3 separate regions of the Mus musculus genome follow, and all the other regions are linked to region 2. The links are chromatin contacts, called in public HiChIP or PLAC-seq maps. All regions are on one chromosome and are shown on one strand. The core of a region is the stretch at or near the end of the contact, and the rest is flanking DNA. Distances in the headings are between cores, read along the strand shown. Region 1 overlaps Tiam2 (T cell lymphoma invasion and metastasis 2). Region 2 holds the start of Tiam2 (T cell lymphoma invasion and metastasis 2). Region 3 overlaps Tiam2 (T cell lymphoma invasion and metastasis 2).

What was found. HiChIP or PLAC-seq counts read pairs in DNA pulled down with a chosen protein or histone mark.
Region 1: a contact with region 2 is called in a FOXA1 HiChIP or PLAC-seq map of pancreatic cancer cells. The contact joins the enhancer-like site here to the promoter of Tiam2 in region 2. A contact is called at or near these places in 12 of 39 promoter capture datasets (the 3T3-L1 cell line, 3T3-L1-derived adipocytes, the HPC-7 cell line and 7 more), 1 of 15 datasets of contacts at CTCF or cohesin (the NIH/3T3 cell line), 27 of 484 Hi-C or Micro-C datasets (the 3T3-L1 cell line, the HL-1 cell line, the MNK3 cell line and 15 more), 13 of 115 datasets of contacts at active chromatin or transcription factors (astrocytes, bone marrow-derived macrophages, craniofacial prominence and 8 more) and 3 of 9 other capture datasets (adipose tissue, liver and pancreatic islet).
Region 3: a contact with region 2 is called in an HNF4G HiChIP or PLAC-seq map of pancreatic cancer cells. The contact joins the enhancer-like site here to the promoter of Tiam2 in region 2. A contact is called at or near these places in 1 of 39 promoter capture datasets (cranial neural crest), 1 of 15 datasets of contacts at CTCF or cohesin (the NIH/3T3 cell line), 6 of 484 Hi-C or Micro-C datasets (cerebellar granule neurons, cerebral cortex, cortical neurons and 3 more), 11 of 115 datasets of contacts at active chromatin or transcription factors (craniofacial prominence, embryonic fibroblasts, embryonic forebrain and 7 more) and 3 of 9 other capture datasets (adipose tissue, liver and pancreatic islet).

What each region holds. Positions count from the first base shown.
Region 1 is chr17:3,440,259-3,444,388 of GRCm38.p6, reverse strand. The region is part of intron 9 of Tiam2 (T cell lymphoma invasion and metastasis 2); the gene reads right to left. Among named protein-coding and RNA genes, the nearest start is that of Gm52295, 34 kb to the right of the region's middle. Within about 2 kb of position 2,293, at least 64 of the 459 cell types and tissues checked have an H3K27ac peak or open chromatin away from gene starts, as enhancers often do. A contact at or near this core is called in the HL-1 cell line, the N1E-115 cell line, the NIH/3T3 cell line and 8 more, where this site is marked.
Region 2 is chr17:3,325,177-3,329,112 of GRCm38.p6, reverse strand. It overlaps Tiam2 (T cell lymphoma invasion and metastasis 2), which reads right to left and starts at 2,540. Exons shown (of 27, transcript NM_001122998.1): 1 at 2,387-2,540.
Region 3 is chr17:3,391,866-3,395,580 of GRCm38.p6, reverse strand. The region is part of intron 1 of Tiam2 (T cell lymphoma invasion and metastasis 2); the gene reads right to left. Among named protein-coding and RNA genes, the nearest start is that of Gm52295, 15 kb to the left of the region's middle. Within about 2 kb of position 2,205, at least 1 of the 459 cell types and tissues checked has an H3K27ac peak or open chromatin away from gene starts, as enhancers often do. A contact at or near this core is called in pancreatic cancer cells, where this site is marked.

The sequences.
Region 1 (4,130 bases), core at 1,044-3,543, 120 kb before region 2:
ATACTCACACTCTCTCTCTCTCTCTCACACACACATATACACATTCAACACACACACACTCAACACACACTCTCACACACTCACACACACACACACTCACACACACAAATGGGACATCTGGAAAATTCCTTCCCACACACCCTTCTCACAAGTGCTTTTAAAAGGACTCATCCAAAGGCCCATCGCTGGCTAGCTCCGACAAGAGTGTTACGTAGCCTACTTGCTCTCTCCTGTTCTACTAACCTACCTCCCTCCGGTCAAAAGATCATTTCCAAAGCCCTGTTCAAAGTTCTCAGCTGCTGGAGAACATAAAGAAAAGAAGCAAAAATGGTCCAGCTCAAATCCTGTCTTGCTACCCTTAGGTAGCCTGGTAGGTAACCTATTGTTTCAACACCTCCCTCCCCTTAGAGGTGACCACCACAAATACCAGCTTCACAAGGTCACCCCAGGAGGAATGGCATTGGGGAGACATACTGAAAGCCTTCTTCTTTAGTCAGCTTGGACAGAGTCTGAACACCATTCATGCACGGTTCAGTGACAGACACTGCCCAGAACTGCATGAGAATTATTCCTCGTTCTGAAACCTTGGGGAACCTGGGATGGGGTGCAGTGCTGTCTCCTCACAGCCCAACTCCTGCTGGAACTCTAGCCCCAGCCATAACACGCCACCTTAGCAATTGTAAAAATTGTAAATCAAGCTAGCTTTCCTGATAGGGCAACTTCTACACTAGTACATCATCATCATCATCTACATCTACATCATCATCATCATCATCATCATCATCATCTACATCATCATCATCATCTACATCATCATCATCATCATGGCACTAATGGTCCCAAAACCACACGTCCAATTACTTAGGCTCAGTATGTGTCACACACACACACACACACACACACACACACACACACACACAATGGTAACCCTGTGTGTTCTTGTAGCAGATGCTTTTGGGTCCAATGACTTATAATTACTGCCTGGATCATTGTAGGGACAGGATGTGAGTAGCAAAATCACAGTGTCTGTCAAAAGCAGGGGGTGGGGGGCCCACACCACTGCTGTCGCTGACAAAAGGAGAGTCTATTAGCAAGTGAGATGAGGGGACAGCACAAAAGAAATGATGAGCTCTGGCTTTTCTTGACAGCTCCATATCATCGAGGATGTAGTGTTTATTTCCTTCTTGGGCAGATGCCCAGACACCAGTGGTTAGGAAGGAAAAACGAAGACCTGACTGGCCAGCTATGTATATGGAAAGAGACAAACATGGATACGGTCTATATGCGTGCATGTGCTGTGGAGGGTTCCAGACTAGCATTCTATTTAAACAGCCTGTACACCGTGGTCAACAGTTGGTTATTTTGTTCACATTTTCCATTTGAGAAACCGACATCAGGGCGCCCAACACTCTCCACCCTTAGCCCCCACCCCCAAGTCTGTAGCTAATAAGTAATGAGGCAATCCTTCATTTACTTACTGTCACAGAAAGGCAGGACACCCCAGACAGTTTTATAGGAACAGAGGCCAAGGCCAGGGGCTGCCATGGCTGTTGTGGCTTTCTGGGGCAGCTGCCACCCTAGCTCGGTGGGAGATTTGTTGACACATCTCCACAACAAACACCTCCCTGCCAAACACTGTCTGAGACTCATTATTACTCATCAAGGAGGCTCTGAAAAGCTCCCATTTGGGGCTGGCCAAGGTGTCCTTTAAAAAAATGCTCCAAGAAGGCTGGCTTTCCTCCAGCGCTAACAGACTTCCAATTAGGGTGACTCACTGTGAGACCCTCACAGGATGTACCAATTATAGTGGGGCATTTAAAAGGGGGTTCAGCTCCTCCCTCACAACAGCCTTTCTGTGTAACTCCAACACACATAATGTACTTACTGTATAAAAACAGATGCTTTGTGTGCTACAAATACTCTCCGAGATTATAGCACAAGACAACCAGTGAATGATAATTGTAATTATTCAACCAGCCACGAGCAGAATTTTCAGCCAAAGGGGTATTAAAAATAACAACAACAACAAAAAAGGTCTCTTTTACTTTAAGCTGCAGTTCAATTTGAACCTAGACCTGTGTTCTGTGACAAGGGACAGAAAGATGTAAAGTTGTACCATTAAAGCAACCAACACAAAGATGGAGAGTCTCCTGTATCCCTATGCAGGGTTTCATCTTTAAATCGAGCAAACAGGGGGCTGGAGCGATGTCTTTGCTAGCTTTGGGACTTGAGGATTCAACAGGAGTATGTGGAAACCTGAGCCTGATTTAACCAAGCACTGACCTTCGTCATCAGTGATTATTTTAGCAAAATTTCCTCTCAAAGTCTGCCATGAGTCTTAATAATGCTTTGATGATCTCACTCTTTAAGCTTTTAAAATAAGAACTTTGTTACACGATGTTTAAAGAGATGCAAGCTTAAAACGCTGGGATTTTATCATAGACCAACACTTCCTAGCCATTAAAGGACTACAGCTAATACAAATGATTAACTAACAAACACTGAGTATCATAATGTTGACATGAGCTGTGGGCTTAAAATACACAGGAACACTTACACTGCACAGAGCCAAAGCTTATGAAAAGCTTTTCAAAAAAACATACATACACAGTCACACACACATATTCATGCACATATACACACTCTCACATTCACATGCACACACTCATACATACTCACACACACACTGATACAAACATACACTAACTCGCACACACACATTCACATGCACGCACTCATACATAACCGTACACTCATATAAACACACACTAACTCACAAATACTCTCACACTCACATATACACATACATACTCATATAAACACACATTAACTCACACACACTCTCACACTCACATACACACACCTCATATATACACACTCACATTCACATACACGTGACTTAATAGGACAAGGCAGGACACAGTAAGAATATAGCAAATCTGTGTGACATATCAACCACAGGATTATGTCAAATTCTCCAACAACAGTATGATCTGAAAGGGGTTTTAAATCAGCTCTTCAAGTACACAGAGACCACAGGGCAGGAAACGGACAGCATTCCTTATAAGTAGCATCCTTTATAGAAAAGAAAAATTGGATGCAGCTTTTCTGTCTACCCAGGGCTTAGAACTTTGCCAAAAAGAGCATAAAACAGGAGATTCCTAGTTTAAGCCCCATCACCCCCCACCAACCTGCTCTTGCCACCATGATCCTGGGAGGTTGCAGATTAGAAAAAATATAATTCTATAGACTCTTCAACTCATTCACACTCATCCTATAGGAGGCAGGGCACCTGAGGCCGAGCTGCCATGCAGGAGGAACAACTTTAGCAACAGCAATGGCACACTAAAGAGCCTGTACCCAACTTCACAAGGAGGCAGAACACATAGATGTCTACACTGAGTATTTTATATCACCAGAGAGTACCCCACTCCACCCCAAAGCAACTGTCAGTGTCTAACTCAGGTTGTTTTTTTTTTTTTTAGACTAAATTTCCAACTTATCCAATTATTCCCATTAATGTGTTGGGTAGTTTTGGCAATGATGGAGTAGATTTGTTTATGCTGATCATTAGCAGGCTTTCTTATTTTAATTTTTTTTAAATTTATGTTGGTGTGAGAGAGTGTGTATGTGTCCATGCAGGTGCCCCTGGAGGTCGGGTGAGAGCATCAGGGTCTCCTGGAGCTCAAGTTACAGGCAGTTGTGAGCTGCCCTGTGGATGCTGGGAACTAAAGTCAGGTCCACTGAGGAACAGCAAACTCCAGTAAATGTTGAACCATTCCTTCAGCCCCATTATCAGTGTTTTAAAATTATTTTATTATGCTATATATCTGCAAACTACACATGTGCCTGGTATCCTCTGAGACCAGAAGAGAACATTAAATCCTCCCAGAACTGGAGTTACAGGTGGTTGTTAGCCACCATCTGGTGCTAGGAAATGAACTTGGAGCCTGTTGAACAACAGTAGACATTCCTACCCTCCGAACCCCATCTCTCCAGTCCCACTACTGACCGTTTACCTTCCATGAGTAGCTCGGATGTCTGTTAGAAATAAAATGAAAAAATAAAGTAATCTGGTGGAGGGAGATCTGGAGAAACTGACAAATAACATGAACCACGGCCTTTCGAGA
Region 2 (3,936 bases), core at 1,291-3,790:
TTTGACTGACACATGATGGATGTGTGGGTAATCAACAGATGGAGAAGAGAGGAAGAACTGTGTAAGCAGAATGCTGGTTCCTTCAAGATACTGGCCTGGAAATGACAAGCTGCAGTGGGAAGTGTCTGGAGCAGACAGTATGCCTGCACTCCTAAGAGAGGAGAGAGAGGAGGGAGCAATGGCAGGCAGGGCCTCATTATCAAGCATCTGACATGGTATTGGGACTTTGCTTTGTGGTTTGGGTTTGTTGTTGCCTCTTTTTGGCTTGTGACAAGCTCTGAACTCATGGAACTCACCTGCCTCTGCTAATGCCCCAGTGCCAGGAGCTAGAATTAAAAGTGTGTGCCCCCATGTTGTACCTGAGATCATGTTTTGGGGTTTGGTTTTTGCTATGTAGCCTAGGCAGGCCTACAACAAAGCATCCTCCTGCCTCAGCTTCCTGAGTACTGGAACTACAGCAGTGCCCTACCATGCCCCTCCCTCAAGCATCTTTTATGGGATGTTAGACATGGAAGCTTGGGTCCTGTGGGAGTTTGCTTGGCTACTGTAAATAACAAACACAGATATACCTCACCATTATTTTTTTCTACCCATCAAAAAAGACCTTTGCCACCCTAAAGTAACAGGTTTCATTTTCCTTTCAGCTGAGCAGGAAAAATAAATCCAATGATATGAAAATGTGCTTTTAAATTCATCTTAATATTAGACTTTTGGAATTTTAAAAAAGATATGATAATCTTTTTTTTAAAAATCTTCTAATTATTAGGGTGTGTGTGTGTATACGCACGAGTAGGAGGAGGGGGAAGAATAAGAGGAGGAGGAGGAAGAGGAGGAGGAGGAGGAGGAAGAGGAGGAGGTGGAGATGGTAAGAAGGGAATCAGGTCACTTGGAGCTGGAGATACAGACAGTTGTGTGCCTGATGTGGGCTGTGGGAACTGAACCCAGCTCTTAACCACTGGGGCATTTCTCCACTACCACCTGGTCTGCCTGTCCCAACCGGCCCCTTGTTCTGTTCTGTTCTTTTCTCTTTCTTTCTTTCTTTTTTTGTTTTATGTTTTTTGAAACAAGGCCTCACTGTGTAGCCTTGAATAGCCTCAAACTCAGAGATCTGCTGGGATTAAATGTGTGCACAACCATGCCCAGCTAAAACTACAACTTAAAACAGGTGGGGGGGGGGAGGAAGGAGGAGGAGGAGGGGAGGAGAAGAGGGAGGGAAGGAAGGAAGGAAGGAAGGAAGGAAGGAAGGAAGGAAGATAGGAAAAGTAGTTGGAAAGCACATATGCACTCACGGGCTACGCAAACGGAAGAGGAGCAGATGGTACTCTACTCGCAGAGCTTGATCTGTGCCTTTAAGAAACTTGTAAGCCATTTTTAAAAAGCTCTTAAAAACCATTGTTTTCTATCTTGAATTGGAGACGTCAGGTGTTATCTGTTAAACGAGGACCACAGCGACAATAGAGAGAAATAGAGAGCGAGAACTGCCCCAGAAGAGAAGCTTGGACCTTCGCACTCACCGGAGTGTACACTTGTAGCACACCTAGTCTGCCTGGGAATGTCACCTAGCGGCTTCTCTTCCAGCAGCTGCCAGGGAACTGCAGGAAAATTTCCCGGGAATGGAATTATCTTCGCTAACGAGCAGCTTCCCCCACCCATAATATAAAGTTACCCTATTTTTCTTTTTCTTTTTTCTTTTTTAAAGTAAGGAGGGCCATAGAAGCAGCGCGTCCATATTAAGTTTCCGGTCTCAGAGATAAAAACCCCTCAATTTTACTCGCTACACTTTGCTGCTGGAAGAATGGGCCCTTTTCTTCCTGAACTGTTTGTGGTAAATACGATCCATCAGGGACACAATGTTGTCGGCTTTCACTGAAACTTGGCACCGCAGCCGGCGGGGAGTCGCGCGGGTCTAGGTGGTCGCAGGACGAGCGATCCTCGCCCCTCTTCCCAACCCCAATGGCCAAGCCAGGGATGCTCACATTCTCCCTGCTGCGCCCTTCTCCCCTGGACGCAAGGAAATGGGCACTGATGGGAATGGACGGCGCCGCCACCTCGCAACCTGGATGGCACAGCTGAACCTAATTGTACCCGCGCCACGCGTGGGGCAGGGCAAGACCTCACTTCGGAGTTTTCTGGAAAAGGATCCTGCCTTGAGCCAAGCTGGACAAGAGAGAATGCGAAACCGCTGAAGACTGCCACCCTCCTGGACGCAGCAAAGTGACCCCGCCGCGCCCCTGATTGCCTCCACAGCGGGCGGAGAGGACGGACGAGGCTGGCCCACTGGTGGAGGCTGGGACTGTGCTGTGCAGCACCCCACTGCAGGATCCCGGGAGCCTATGCGAGACGACCCAGACGCCCTCCCTCGCGTCCCTCCCTTCGGCGCCCTTACCTCGGTCCAAGTTTCAACACAGAGGACCGGTCGAGCCCGGCTCTGCGCCCCTGAGCGAGGCCCCGTGGGGACTCAGGGCACACTCCGCGAAGTTTTCTCCGTCACTTTGTTCTCCACTCGCTGAGCCGGGAAGGTCAAGGCTTCTCTAGCTCCGCACTGCCGAAGTGAGGCCAGATCGGCGGCCACACCTTCCTACGCTCCGCTCGCCCCGCCCCCGCCCGGACACTCCCTTGACACGCCCCGACACGCCCCTCAGAGTCACACACACACACACACACACACACACACACACACACACACACACCCGCCTCGCAAACCACGCCACGCCTCCCGGCCGGGACCCCCTTCTCCTGCTGGACTGACTCCACCGACACATTACATCCCCAGTAACCAAAACAGCTCTCAGATGGAATCTGCGAGCCAGCCAGTCGCTGTGGCCCAGACCACAAACTACAAAGCGCGCGCGATCCTGGCCCTTCCAGTGTGTGCTGCAAAGAAGTTTCCTCGGGTCCCACCCAGAGCAGCTCAGAAGCACAGGACTCCGTGTTAGAAGAGGCCACCCATCATCCTCCCCTTGGAGAGAGGCTGGGTGTGATAGCTGAAAGGCAGATGACAGGGTTGAGTTGGGTTTGGGATTTGTGAGGGCCTATTAGGCAAACCTGAGGGAGCCAGTGAGCCCACGTGAGGGGAGTGTGCTCCGCATGCTGGGACCACCATTCTCTCCTGTGACCTGAAGACTCCTCATCCGAGAGGTGAGAGAAGGGACAGGAATGTGGCCAATTTTCCTTGGGGAGAAGTCTACCTACTTTTTATGGCACCACAGACAAAACGAAGTAGGATTCCATCAAAATCCAACTTGGGGAACCAAGGAGTATAAATTATTGGACTTACTCACAGAGCAGGAGTGAATGTGGGTGACCTCCAAATCGGCCCCACCCCAGAATGGACTACTCATAACTGCATATTTAGAATCCCCCTCAGTTAACCTCTCATACGCTGTAGAATATGGGACCTCCCAAGACCGAGGCCGCTCTCAATTCCAGCTGGCTGGAGGGTGCAGGAGGGAATATCAAGGGAGGGGTCAAAGACCCTCTCCACCCAGTCCTTCTGTGAGGGAACACCAACGTTCAACAGGATTGATCTTGGGGGTCACCGCAGCTCTGAGGTCTACAGCGGTTTGTTACTATGGTTCCCCAAGATACAGGCATCAATGCAAGACTAGCTGTAGAGGGTCATCTTCATAGCACACGAATATGGAATTAAATGGGCAGGGTGCGTGTGTGTGTGTGTGTGTGTGTGTGTGTGTGTGTGTGTGCGCGTGCGTGTGTATGTGTGTGTGTGTGCGCGCGTGTGTGCACGTGTGTGTGCGCGTGTGTGTGCATGTGTGTGTGCACGTGTGTGTGTGTGTGTGTGCACGTGTGTGTGTACGTGTGTGCGTGTGCGTGTGTGTGCGCACGTGTGTGTGTGTGTGTGTTGCTCAGTAGTTAAGAACACTTGTGTTTGTAGGCAGCCGAGTTTCTATTCCCAGCACCCAGATAGCAGGTCACAAC
Region 3 (3,715 bases), core at 956-3,455, 67 kb before region 2:
AAACTGCAGAAAGTCATCAGTCTAACATTTACAAAGCAAATAGAACTGCCACAATTTTTTTTTTAATTAACACAGAGCCAAAAACTTTTAATACCAATGGAGTGGGTCTAAAAGTCACTCAACTCAGCACCACCGGGTACAGATTTAAACATAGATGCCTTAGCCTAACATGATGACCTATGCCTGCATGTACCTAGCACCTGGGAGGCTGAGGTAAAAATTGTTGTCAGGAGCTGAAGGGTAGCCTGGGCTACAGAGTGTGATTCTATCTCAAAGATAAATGACAGATAGCCGAGGTCAAAATGAAGTGACTAGGTGACAGAGCTGGTCAGCACAAGTCCAAGCAAAGGCACACCCCCAAAATAACCACATCCTCTGGCTGAATAAGAAGGTTGCCATGGAAGCCAAGTCACAGAACACAAAACTTGGGAATTCCCCAAAGATGTATTTTTGAAAGGCCCTAGGTAAATACCAAAGGACTAAGAATACTGCCACCTCAATGACCTCCAATTCCCTTAAGCCTAGCAGCATCTCCACTGTTACTTTTTAAAAAAACATGAGCAGGGAGGAGAAGGGGTGGTTCGGTGGACAAAGGGCATACACAGAGGGACCTAAGTTCCATCCCTGGCTCACACATAAAAGCTGGGTGTGACCAGGTCTGCCTGGAACCCAGGGCTGGAATGAGAGGAGATGGGTGGATCTGAGGGTCCACTGGATAGTCAGTCTAGCCAAAATGAGAAACTCCAAATTCCATGAGAGACCTTGTCTCAAAGAGATAGAAAAGATAGCTAGAAGTCAATGTCTGGCCTCCAGACTGTATCTCACAGATACATGCATGTGCATATGCCACATACATACACAAAATTAAAACAAGCAAATAAAAAGTGACCCATGTAACTCTGATACTGGAGAAGACTCCTAGATACACACAGGGAGAAATTCTGCCAGTAGGTAGAAACCCAGAAGCAGCCAAGAGGAGACACCCTATCAGCACAATTTTGCTTGTTTGGAATCACGTGAGCATCCATAGATTGTTCCTGCTTCTAGATTTGAAGGTAATTCTGATCTCACCATACGTTTTGTAAGTAGATCCCATTATGTCAGAACGAGCTATGACAACAAATCCCTGCCAGCTACGGTCTGATGTTTTTTGAGTGGACTTGTGATTATTGTTGAAGTCACTCTAGTAACCTTAGTATGTACCAGGTTGCTGTAGTTTAGAGTGACATAAGAGAGCTTTTCAAGCTTCTTAGACATGGAAGCTTCAATAAAACACTCTCAACTGAGATCTTCATCTCAAAATTCCAAAACTCAGAATATTTTTAAACCAGAAAGCCAGGCTTCATCTTTTTGCAGTTCCATTACAAGCTGGTGTAACGGGGCATATGTGTTAACGGGCATCTAAAATTAAACTCCTTGGCAAAGATCCCTGAGAAACATGTAAATTGCTACTTGGGAAGTGTTCACTTCAGAAGCATATAATACAAAAGCATATAGTTAAAGGCAAATACCATACAAGTGCTAACAATCATAGAATTTAAGTGGCATAGAATGAAATTAAATTTAATTTGAAGGGGTTCTCACTATATAGCTTTTTGGATGTTGTTATACTCAGAAAAAAATTGCAAATTTTCTTAATAAAAGGTGGGAGTAAATGGCATACGTGTTCACACATGTCAGTCCATGAAAAACACTGTTTTACTCAAATGCCTAGTCAAGACTAAACAAAACTTTTCCTCTGATTGTAATCAAGACTATGAATATTCTACATGGTGGGAGCACACATGCTCACAAAGGCGTGTTCATGAGGGTTTCTGCATTTATTGGAGAGGAGATGGAAGGTGTAAAATAATAAAATGATGGAGAAATTCCTCTAGAATAAATTGAAATCTGGTCATGGGAGAGTAGACAGGAAGGACAAAAAGCCAGAAGACAAAGAGGACAGCTATGAAGCCTGGCCATAGCAGTTATAAGTCCTCAGATACTGTGGGGAGCTGCAGGTGCCTACACAGGATCTGTATGAGACTAGGTCCATCAAGAGTCAGCCACAGACAAGAGGATCATGGGAAACAGACTGTTCAGAGGAGCTATTGGCAATGGCAAGTTGCGGAGGGAGAGGAAGTCACTGTGTTCAGTAATGTAGCCACTGCGGATACCCATACTCTAATGGACAGCTCCATAGCCACACCCATCCAGGCTGCCCTCTGACTAACCTCAGAGAGTCACAGAGCAAAAGCAAAGCTGCAATAAAAAGACATCAGAATCGAATCCGGATGTGATAGGAAGAAGAGTGTGGGTGGGGATAAGAGGGGTGCCAGTAAGAAGTGCGACCAGAATATATTATGTGCAAGGGTAACATTGTCAAATAATCATTTATTTTTAAACGTTGAGGACTTGGTGATAAGTGTTTGTTAGCATGCACCAAACATTGGATTTGATATTCAGCCATGAAAAAAGATCAAAATAATTTATACAAACACATATGTACTACTATCACACAAATAACAATAAAAAAAATAAAATGTAAAGATAATGAAAATATCTCAGCTCCCAGGTCAGCAACTCACTTGACTAATATTAATACTCTCTAAACTCTATTTGTTTCTTCATAAAATGGGGTGGGGAAGAGTAACACCCACCACAAATGAGAACAAAACTAAATATACTAAGTAATTTTTTAAAAGGTCAAGAAAAGCTGGATAGTGGTGGCGCACGCCTTTAATCCCAGCACCTGGGAGGCAGAGGCAGGCAAATTTCTGAGTTCGAGGCCAGCCTGGTCTACAGAGTGAGTTCCAGGACAGCCAGGGCTACACAAAGAAACCCTGTCTCAAACAAACAAACAAACAAACAAACAAACAAAACAAAACAAAAAACAAAAAAAAAGTCAAGAAAATCTATAATTTTTTTTCTTTCTTTTTCTTAATTAGGTATTTTCTTCATTTACATTTCAAGTGATATCCCAAAAGTCCTCCAAGCCCCCCCACTCCCCTACCCACCCACTCCCACTTCTTGGCCCTGGCATTCCCCCATACTGAGGCATATGGGGGAGTTTGCAAGACCAAGGGGCCCTCTCTTCCCAATGACGGCCGACTAGGCCATCTTCTGATACATATGCAGTTAGAGACACAAGGTCCGGGGATACTGGTTAATTCATATTGTTGTTCCACCTATAGGGTTGCAGACCCCTTTAGCTCCTTGGGTACTTTCTCTAGCTCCTCCATTGGGGGCCCTGTGTTCCATCCAATAGCTGACTGTGAGCATCCACTTCTGTGTTTGCCAGGCCCCGGCATAGCCTCACTAGAGACAGCTATATCAGGGTCCTTTCAGCAAAATCTTGCTGGTGTATGCAACGGTGTCAGTGTTTGGAGGCTGATTATGGGATGGATCCCTTTGTATGGCAGTTTCTAGATGGTCCATGCTTTCATCTCAGCTCCAAACTTTGTCTCTGTAACTCCTTCCATGGGTGTTTTGTTCCCAATTCTAAGAAGGGGCAAAGTGTCCACACTTTGGTCTTCTTTCTTCTTGAGTTTCATGTGTTTTGCAAATTGTATCTTGTATCGTGGGTATTCTAAGTTTCTGGGCTAATATCCACTTATCAGTGAGTACATATCATGTGAGTTCTTTTGTGATTGGGTTACCTCACTCAAGATGATGCCCTCCAGGTCCATCCATTTGCCTAGGAATTTCATAAATTCATTCTTTTTAATAGCTGAGT